Linked DNA regions of Mus musculus: region 1 is linked to region 2. A link is a contact called in public HiChIP or PLAC-seq data. All regions are on one chromosome and are shown on one strand. Each heading gives the region's core, a stretch centred on a gene start, on an enhancer-like site or on the middle of the called end of the contact. The rest is flanking DNA. Distances are from core to core; before and after follow the strand shown.

Region 1 (4,551 bases), core at 743-3,242, 1.5 Mb after region 2:
TGTGTGTGGCCTATTTATTTGTTCACAATTATCACATAACTTGCATGTATCAAAATTTCATCTGCTTTTATGGCCAAATGCTATTTCTATTATGTACATTTTATTTACCCACTCATTTGCTGGATATTAGTTGTCTCTCGTTTTTGCCTGCTGCTTCTAAGGCTGCAAACTCTAGTGAATACAGATGTTTGGTCCCTGTCTTGCTGGATCATGAGTAAATTATTTCATTTCTGAGTAAATGCCGTACTGTTTTTTCCCACAATTCCATACCACTTTTATGTTTAATTGGCATCCAAAACTAAACATTTTTTTAAAAGGGAAACATAGAATGGCAAAATCACAGGTTGCTGGTACCGATTCTCATTTCATTCTGTCTCTGCCTCATACACATATGAGAAGTGGAGACTGACTCTGTGTGTTCGAGTGCTGGAGATCAAATCCATGTTTTTCTGTGTTAACCATATTCTCTATCCCCGACCTACACCACTGCCCTCCATCACAGCAAGACCCTTAACACATCCCTTCCTCTATTAGAGCAACATTTTCCACGTACACAGCCAAGACTCCTATAGCAAAACCTAAGCAGTTTGTTATACCTGTAGGGCTCTAGGTTCTGCCCCATATATGCTGAATCAGCATCTTTGGCAACTAGCATCAATTATACTAAAACATGAGACTCCTTAAGGTAGAATACAGCAGGGTTGTCGTCTGTTTTTTATTTGCTTAACAGAGTTCATGTAGCTTAGACTGGCATCAAACTCACAGTATAGCCAAGGACAACCTTATGCCTCTGATCCTCCTGCCTCCACCTCCCCAGGGCTATAGTTACTGATGCCAGGTTGTGTTGATGAGGGCGCTGGGAATACAAGCAAGGGTTTAGTTCATTAGGCACTCTCCAACTGAGCTACATCCCAGTGCCAAGTTCTTGAGGGGAGGGAACTATGTTGGCATTCAGGGGTTTGTTTTGTTTATAACAAAGTTTAGCCCTTGGTGTCAAACATATAACAGATATTTAACATCCACCCATGTGTCAAACTAATACGGTATTGCACTTACATAATTGCTATATAGTGGTTAAGACTAAACGCAAATACAGCGAGGGAACCTGTAATTACTACACTTTTTATTTACACACAACATGTACCTTACCAGTTTATCACGACATTCCACTGCCAAGAAGTTGTGTTCCGTATGTAATTTTCAGCTGAGTCTTTTATGCTCCGGGGCAGGGTTTAATGCTGTTGTTTGTTGTCGAGGGGTATGAAGAAGCATCAAAATGTGGCCTTCCATGTACAAACTGCCACCGACAACATTCTCTAGCTTTGAAACCCTGTTGCTGAAGCACAAATGATAGTATGTGTGGGGAAAAAAAAAAGTCTAAAGTGGGGACCGTTATTGTAACCACGTGGTCTAGAAACTTTAAAGTTTCCAAGTCTTCCGACCACTTCAGGTGTGTGTGTGAGTTTAATAAGGCATATGCAAACAAGCGGTTGAGAACAGAATAAATCAAATAGATAATAGAATACTATTGAATAAAGAAAAACAGGGTGAACATGTGAATAAAATATTACCCATCATGTGCTGCCAGCATTTGTATCTATAGTACGTGCAAAACCAGTAATTGAACACAAGGAACTTAGTCCCGCTCAACGTCCTGTTACTGTCTAGCTTGTGCACCCAAGCTCCCCTCTCCGGAGTAGCCGAGTTGGGCGCCGTTCTCTTTAAGGTGTAATAGAATCCTGATTGCATCGATCACCGACTCTCCTCCGCTTCGCCACCACCGATCACATCTCTCTCTCTCTCCAAGTCCCAACCCGCTTCCCGACAACAACCCGGTAGTCCGCTACCTCCGAAGCTCGCGGGGCTCGCTGTGTGCGCGCGCGGCGGACCCCCCGCGGCGCGCTCCCGCCAGGCTCTCGGCTGTCGGCAGCGCGCGCGCGCGCGGCGTCTCGGGGCTCGTCTGGCCACGCCTGGAGCGCGGGCTTTGATTGGGCCGCCGTTGTTGTAGTGACCGGGAAGCGCCCGCACTCCAGTCTGACGGTTCCGGGCGCCGCACGGTCCCCCCTCGTCCCCACCCCTCCCTGGTCCCCCAAGGCCCCGGGCGCCGTCCGCTCCCCGCATGGCCTCCGGCCTGGTAAGGTCCCCGCCGCTACCGGAGCCGATCATCCTTGGGCGGCGGGACCGGGAGGAGGGGAACCACGCCGAGTCTGGCAGGCCTGGGAGGTAGCCCCGAGACCCGGAGCTCCGCAGCTCGCTCACCTCCCCGGAGCGGGACGCCGTGCCCGGGTTGAGCGGTGAGCGCTGCTCCCGGAGAGATCCCGGCGCTCGGGGCTGAGGCGGAGCTGGCTCCGGGACTCGCCGGCTGGGTTCCCGCGGCGCGCCTGCGTCAGAATCACCAGGGAGGTTTAAAGAGCGCGGGAGGCTTCGGCGAGCATCTGCAGCTCGGTGCGGTGGGCGGGTCCCTCGGCGGCTCGCCCTGGTGCCTGGGCTGGGGGTTCCTCCCGATGGTGGGGACCCCTCCGGATGGAAGCTGGGGCAGTGCCCGAGCCTCTCAGCCGGGTTGTAATGCCCACGCCTCTCTCGCTGCCCGCTGATGCTGCGGGGTCCTCCTCTTCGATCCCGGGGGACAGGCAACGTTGACGTCTGATGTCGAGAGCTGGAATTCTGCACCTGCTTTCAAACCTAACAACTTTCCATCCTAGGAGGATCCGATTCTGGAACGTTCTTTTAAAGGTCACAAAGCTGCCATCACCTCCGCTGACTTCAGCCCCAACTGCAAACAAATTGGTAAGTTGTTTTTGTTTTTGTTTTTCCTTTCTTTCTTCTTTCCTTTTCTGACAGTAACCAAAGCTCACTTGGCAGAAAGCCTTTCTTCCATCCCTGCCTGAGTGAGCCAGGCGCGATGGGATGTACCCGGCCACTCTGGGTCCCTGGGTCTTTGCTGGGTAAGGACTCGACTGGTCCCGGCCTGACAGACAACTTTCGTGAACTAACCACCAGGAGGAGTGAGTGGGAAGGGGAGGGGTTTGTGATCGGCCCGAGGAGGGTGGAGTATTGGCTGGAGAGTTTGTGAAAAGTTCTGAGACGAGCAGGAGGAAGTGGGGACCGACCAGTTGAGCACCACCAGAGGCCGGGGAGCGAGGGGGTCTCAAGTGACCCCTGGGAAACTCCGGTGTCGGAAAGGAGCCGAGCGCCTACATGAAAGGAGGAACCTTCTCGGAAGTTCGCCCCTACCTGAGCCGGGAACTCCAGCTTCAGGATCCGCGGCGCTTTCCCCGCGTGCTGGCTCGGTGGCCGCGTCTACACACGACCCGTGAGGATCCGGATGGCCGTGAGGTGGACCTGGGCAGGCAAGAGCTGCCTGCTGCTGGCCCTTTTAACACTGGCTTATATTCTGGTGGAGTTCTCAGTCTCCACTTTGTATGCCTCTCCAGGAGCCGGCGGTGCCAGGGAGCTGGGGCCAAGGCGGCTCCCGGACCTTGATACAAGGGAAGAGGATTTGTCTCAGCCTCTTTATATAAAGCCCCCTGCAGATTCCCATGCTCTTGGGGAATGGGGGAGAGCAAGCAAACTCCAGCTCAACGAGGGGGAACTGAAGCAGCAAGAAGAACTTATTGAGAGATATGCCATCAACATTTACCTCAGTGACAGGATCTCCCTGCACCGCCACATAGAGGATAAAAGAATGTATGAGTGTAAAGCCAAGAAGTTCCACTACAGGTCGCTCCCCACCACCTCCGTTATCATCGCCTTCTATAACGAAGCCTGGTCCACTCTGCTTCGGACCATTCACAGTGTTTTAGAAACTTCTCCAGCTGTGCTTTTAAAGGAGATCATCTTGGTGGATGACTTGAGTGATAGAATTTATTTGAAGGCGCAACTTGAAACTTACATCAGCAACCTGGAGAGAGTTCGCTTGATTAGAACCAATAAGAGAGAGGGGCTGGTCCGGGCCCGTCTAATTGGGGCCACTTTTGCCACCGGGGATGTCCTCACTTTCCTGGATTGTCACTGTGAGTGTAACACTGGTTGGTTGGAACCACTTTTGGAGAGGATCAGTAGAGACGAAACCGCAATCGTATGTCCTGTCATCGACACTATTGACTGGAACACTTTCGAATTCTACATGCAGACCGGGGAGCCCATGATTGGTGGGTTTGACTGGCGTTTGACCTTCCAGTGGCATTCTGTCCCCAAACATGAAAGGGACAGGCGAACGTCAAGAATTGACCCCATCAGGTCCCCCACCATGGCAGGAGGACTGTTTGCTGTCAGCAAGAAGTATTTTCAGTACCTGGGCACCTATGACACTGGCATGGAAGTCTGGGGAGGCGAAAACCTTGAGTTGTCTTTCAGGGTTTGGCAGTGTGGCGGCAAGCTGGAGATCCACCCATGCTCGCACGTGGGCCACGTGTTTCCCAAGCGCGCGCCCTATGCTCGCCCCAACTTCCTACAGAATACCGCGCGGGCGGCCGAAGTGTGGATGGATGAATACAAAGAGCATTTCTATAACCGAAACCCCCCAGCTCGGAAAGAGGCCTATGGCGATCT
Region 2 (4,268 bases), core at 805-3,304:
CAATTTGCAGCAAGACCCGTTTCTTGTGGGTGATTTTGGGGTGTCGCCTCTCCTGAGTCAGAACGTGGGGGAGTCCTCACGTTGTGGGTCTTTCACCACAATATTCTTATAAATAATAATAATTATTTTTATTAATAGTAATAGTTATAACAATAAATCACACTTAAAAATCTTTCGATTCTGTCAGTTTCAAGCAAGGATAAAACCATCTTTTGTCTTTCAAAAGTCCCATTGGCTACCTTCCTCTAAAAACGGTCTTCCCTACATCTCATGTCATATATACATTGTATAAATATGTATTCACATATTTTTAAAACTTGAATTCCATATATGCAATGAATGTAAGGCATTTATACTAGTGTGAACTTTCCAGGTGAATAAGGTCATGATTATTGACTTGTACCCCTCTCAGGTCTCACTATTAACATTTGAAACACTGGATATGTACTCTGATTTTTGTTTCATTTACATTGTTATGTTGAGATGGGGGTCTCATGAATCCCAGGCAGGATTCAATACACTATGTAGTTGAGGATGAACTTAAATTCCTGCTCTTCCCGTCCCTACCCTTCAAGCACTGGAATTACCTACCTCTGTGTGTTATCACATCTAGTTTATCTGATGCTGGAGATTGAACCCATTTCTTTATTAATGCTACGCTGTACCAACTGAGCTGTGTCTCAAGCTATCTTTAAAGGAAAATAACTAAAATGTAGAACCTATACTGAAACAGCTTGCTCTAAGAGTTTTATAGAATAGGGAACAAAACACCCATGGAAGGAGTTACAGAGGCAAAGTTTGGAGCTAAGATGAAAGACTGGACCATCCAGAGACTGCCCCACTCGGGGATCCATCCCATAATCAGCCACCAAATGCAGACACTATAGCCTATGCCAGCAAAATTTTGTTGAAAGGACCCTGATATAGCTGTCTCTTGTGAGGCTATGCCAGTGTCTGGCAAATACAGAAGTGGATGCTCACAGTCATCTATTGGATGGAATACAGGACCCACAATGGAGGAGCTAGAGAAAGTACCCAAGCAGCTGAAGGGGTCTGAACCCTCTAGGAGGAACAGCAATATGAACTAACCAGTACCCAGAGCTCATGTCTCTAGCTGCATATGTAGCAGAAGATGGCCTAGTCGGCCATCACTGGGAAGAGAGGCCCCTTGGTCTTGCAAACTTTATATGCCCCAGTATAGGGGAACATCAGGGCTAAGAAGTGGGAGTGGGTGGGTAGGGGAGCAGGGCTGGGGGAGGATATAGGGAACTTTTGATATAGCATTTGAAATGTAATTTAAAAATATCTAATTAAAAAATAGAAAGTGAATATTTTAAAATAAAAATATACCCTATAAATATATATAATCTTCTCAAGTAATTAAAGCAATAAGGGCTTGAATAAATTACTCATTTGCTACATTACATACCAGAAAGTGAGTTAGAACACTCTATCAAGCCAGGCCTTTGGACAGACCACAACTTTGGGTGCCTTCCACCTTGGAAAAAAAGTCAGAATAGTCTGGTAACAGAATGAAAAAGATTAGTGACTTGTGATATTTTTAGGATATATTTATGTTATCTTTGTTCTGCTTTTTTTGGCTTTAAAGTATAGAATATAATCTTCAAGTAGGGTTTTGAGTGAGTTCCTGAGGAAATCCACAAATGAAAAACAGGTCAGACCTTGGCTGAGTGGTTCCAGATCTGAAGAACATGAGAAAGAGTTTCCTCAACATGACAAGCTAAAGAAGACATTCACCCTATCAGTTGTCTCAACGTGTATATGAAGCGCTGCTCACAGTACAGAAATGAATGCATCCTTAGGACAAAGAGCAAGCTAACCCAAGTGAATCAAATAAGTAATCCAAGAGGGGTGGCCAAAAAAAAAAAAAAAAAAAAAAAAAGACTCAGTTCCTTTGCGTGTGCTCATTTGCATTTTCCTGAGATTCTTTGCTCTGTTTGTGATTTATGAGGTCTTTACAGGAGCACAAGACTTGGCTGAGCAGATCACAGTTCACCGCCACCACACATGCAGAAGTTCAGAAGTTTGCAGCAGAAACCCTCTCACACCGAACTGCCTCATTTGTAGCAAGCTCGATTCTTAGGGGTTTAATCCAGTAAAGTACTTCTCTCTCTGTCTCTCTCTCTTCCCCCAACCCCGATTCCAGAGTGGAAGGGTCTGTTTTGTCCACCTGCACTTCGTTAGAGAGAAGCTTGCTCAGAGGCAACACCACAAGAGCCCACAGTGACATAACTTCATCCAGAGGCTGGCGTGATTGGGCTGGTCCCCCCCCCCCACCCCCCACGCTCCTCAGCTCTTGTATCACTGAGACTCTGGCAGCCAGTCCCACCCTGACAGAGTTCACAGCATATGTTAGTGGATTCTTGTTCACAGTGTGCCTGTTTAAGAAATTAACGGAAACAGTGTCAAGAGAGTAAGGTAAGTGCTTTTTTTTTTTTTTTTTTTCTTACTATACCCCAGGGGATGCTGAGTCTTGGGGACAGTGTTTAATTTTAACAGGAACAGGAAAAAAAAAGATCTAGAGGAATTTTGCCAATTTGCTATTCAATGACAGTTTTGAACATTTATTTTCACATTTTACCTATTATACTTTCCATCACTATTGGATTAATTTCACTCTGTATGCCAGACTGATTGGCAAGGGAAATTTAAAACGTTCCAAGGTTGCAATGAAAAAAAAAAAAAAAGTTAGACACTCAAAAACGTACAGAAATTAAAATGTTATCTATGCTAATTAGCTACATATTGTTATAATGTTGAAATCTAGTATTGAGACAGAAAAAGGCCACTACCACCAGCAGCAGTCAAGGGGTTTTGCAATAAAATATGTTGTTACAGGTCGCAATAAACATTCTGGGTTATAAAATGTTAGCAGGAGGACTCAGTTACTTGTGTGGATCACTTCTCCGTGTTTTGCTCATTTTAAAGATCTGTGGTTTTGGATATACACCTTAAGGTACATGTTTTTAAAAGTTTCTGGGAAACAATTTACATTTTTGCAGAAAAGCATTTCTTTCATGACCAGAGGTATTTAAAAAAGTAGGGGCCGAATGTATGACTTACCCTCACAGAGGAGGCATTGTATGTTCACAAGGTTGCTTTGATTTCAGACTGTTAAGTTTTACTTTGCCAAAACTGTGGAATAAATTTTTGTTAGTATGCATATTCCATTTAAAAAGTCAAAACTTAAATGAATCAACAGATTCATTTATGTGATTATGTACTGTTACTGTGTTCCTAGTGCTAGGCAGGGCAAATCCTAACTATTCAATTAAAAATTCCCATCAGAATCATGGGCAAGGGCATAATTTATTAGCATTGTGACTGTATCTGAGGTTAGAATTTCAAGTGTATCTTTCATAAAATCTTTTTCAATGTTTCTTTTCCTGAAGTCTGTCATGATTCTAAGCTAAAGCAAAGCATATATATTTAAAATGCATGGTCTCCCAACTTCTACTTCCTCCAAATTACCTGATGCAAATGCTTGTCTCATATTATTTGCATGAAATATCATGCAATGCAGGGTGTAATTGAATGTGGATTCTCTTCATGTTGTTTCACTCACAGGAACATGGGCTTTCTTACAATGCATTCTGTGATTCCCAACTCTTAAGTTCTAGCCTTCTTTTATGCAAATGGCTAGCTTTTCTCTGAATTTCGAATCATTGTTGAATCTCATCTTAGAAATATGTTATGTGAAAATAACTACCAGGAAATTTTTTGAACTTACACTCTCAGCACACATTTCATGAAGCCAACATCACTATTATTTTATTTTTGTTTTGTCTTTTATTCCCTGCCTTCTCCTGCCTCCACTTTCTGAAGGCACTAAAATCTGCATTAGCAAATCATGTTACCTTACAGTTGGCACAAAGAAGATGAACTCATGATTTAAAATGGAGAAGGACTTAGCTTTTAAAGTTGGAGAGAAGGTTATTTTCGTATAATTGGTATCCTTTTTGGTTTGGATATAAAAGCCAACACTGTCTGACGTTTCCCTGTTGGGTAAATATTTGTTCTTCTAAAATTAATTTACTAAATACTAGCTTCAGATACAGCTTCCAATGGATTTTAAAGCAGGGGATGTTAAGCTGCAAATAATGTAAACATCCATCTAAGAATTCAACCCCCTTTCCCCAGAATCCACAACAATAACAAGGCCCCTTGAAAGGAATGCGCTTATTGCCTCTTCTACCTCACAAGCAGCAAGAGCAGTTTGCCTCAGGGCAAAACCACAGATTGCCCCT

The links. HiChIP or PLAC-seq counts read pairs in DNA pulled down with a chosen protein or histone mark.
Region 1: a contact with region 2 is called in an H3K4me3 HiChIP or PLAC-seq map of stem cell-derived neural progenitor cells, with 5 times the contacts expected there. The contact joins the promoter of Poc1b here to the promoter of Lum in region 2. A contact is called at or near these places in 1 of 39 promoter capture datasets (embryonic stem cells) and 3 of 115 datasets of contacts at active chromatin or transcription factors (embryonic forebrain, large pre-B cells and stem cell-derived neural progenitor cells).

The regions. Positions count from the first base shown.
Region 1 is chr10:99,105,090-99,109,640 of GRCm38.p6, forward strand. It overlaps Poc1b (POC1 centriolar protein B), which reads left to right and starts at 1,993. Exons shown (of 12, transcript NM_027740.7): 1 at 1,993-2,134; 2 at 2,703-2,787. The coding sequence starts at 2,120. Galnt4 (polypeptide N-acetylgalactosaminyltransferase 4) reads left to right here and starts at 3,046. Exons shown (of 1, transcript NM_015737.4): 1 at 3,046-4,551. The coding sequence starts at 3,326.
Region 2 is chr10:97,563,447-97,567,714 of GRCm38.p6, forward strand. Lum (lumican) reads left to right here and starts at 2,055. Exons shown (of 3, transcript NM_008524.2): 1 at 2,055-2,439.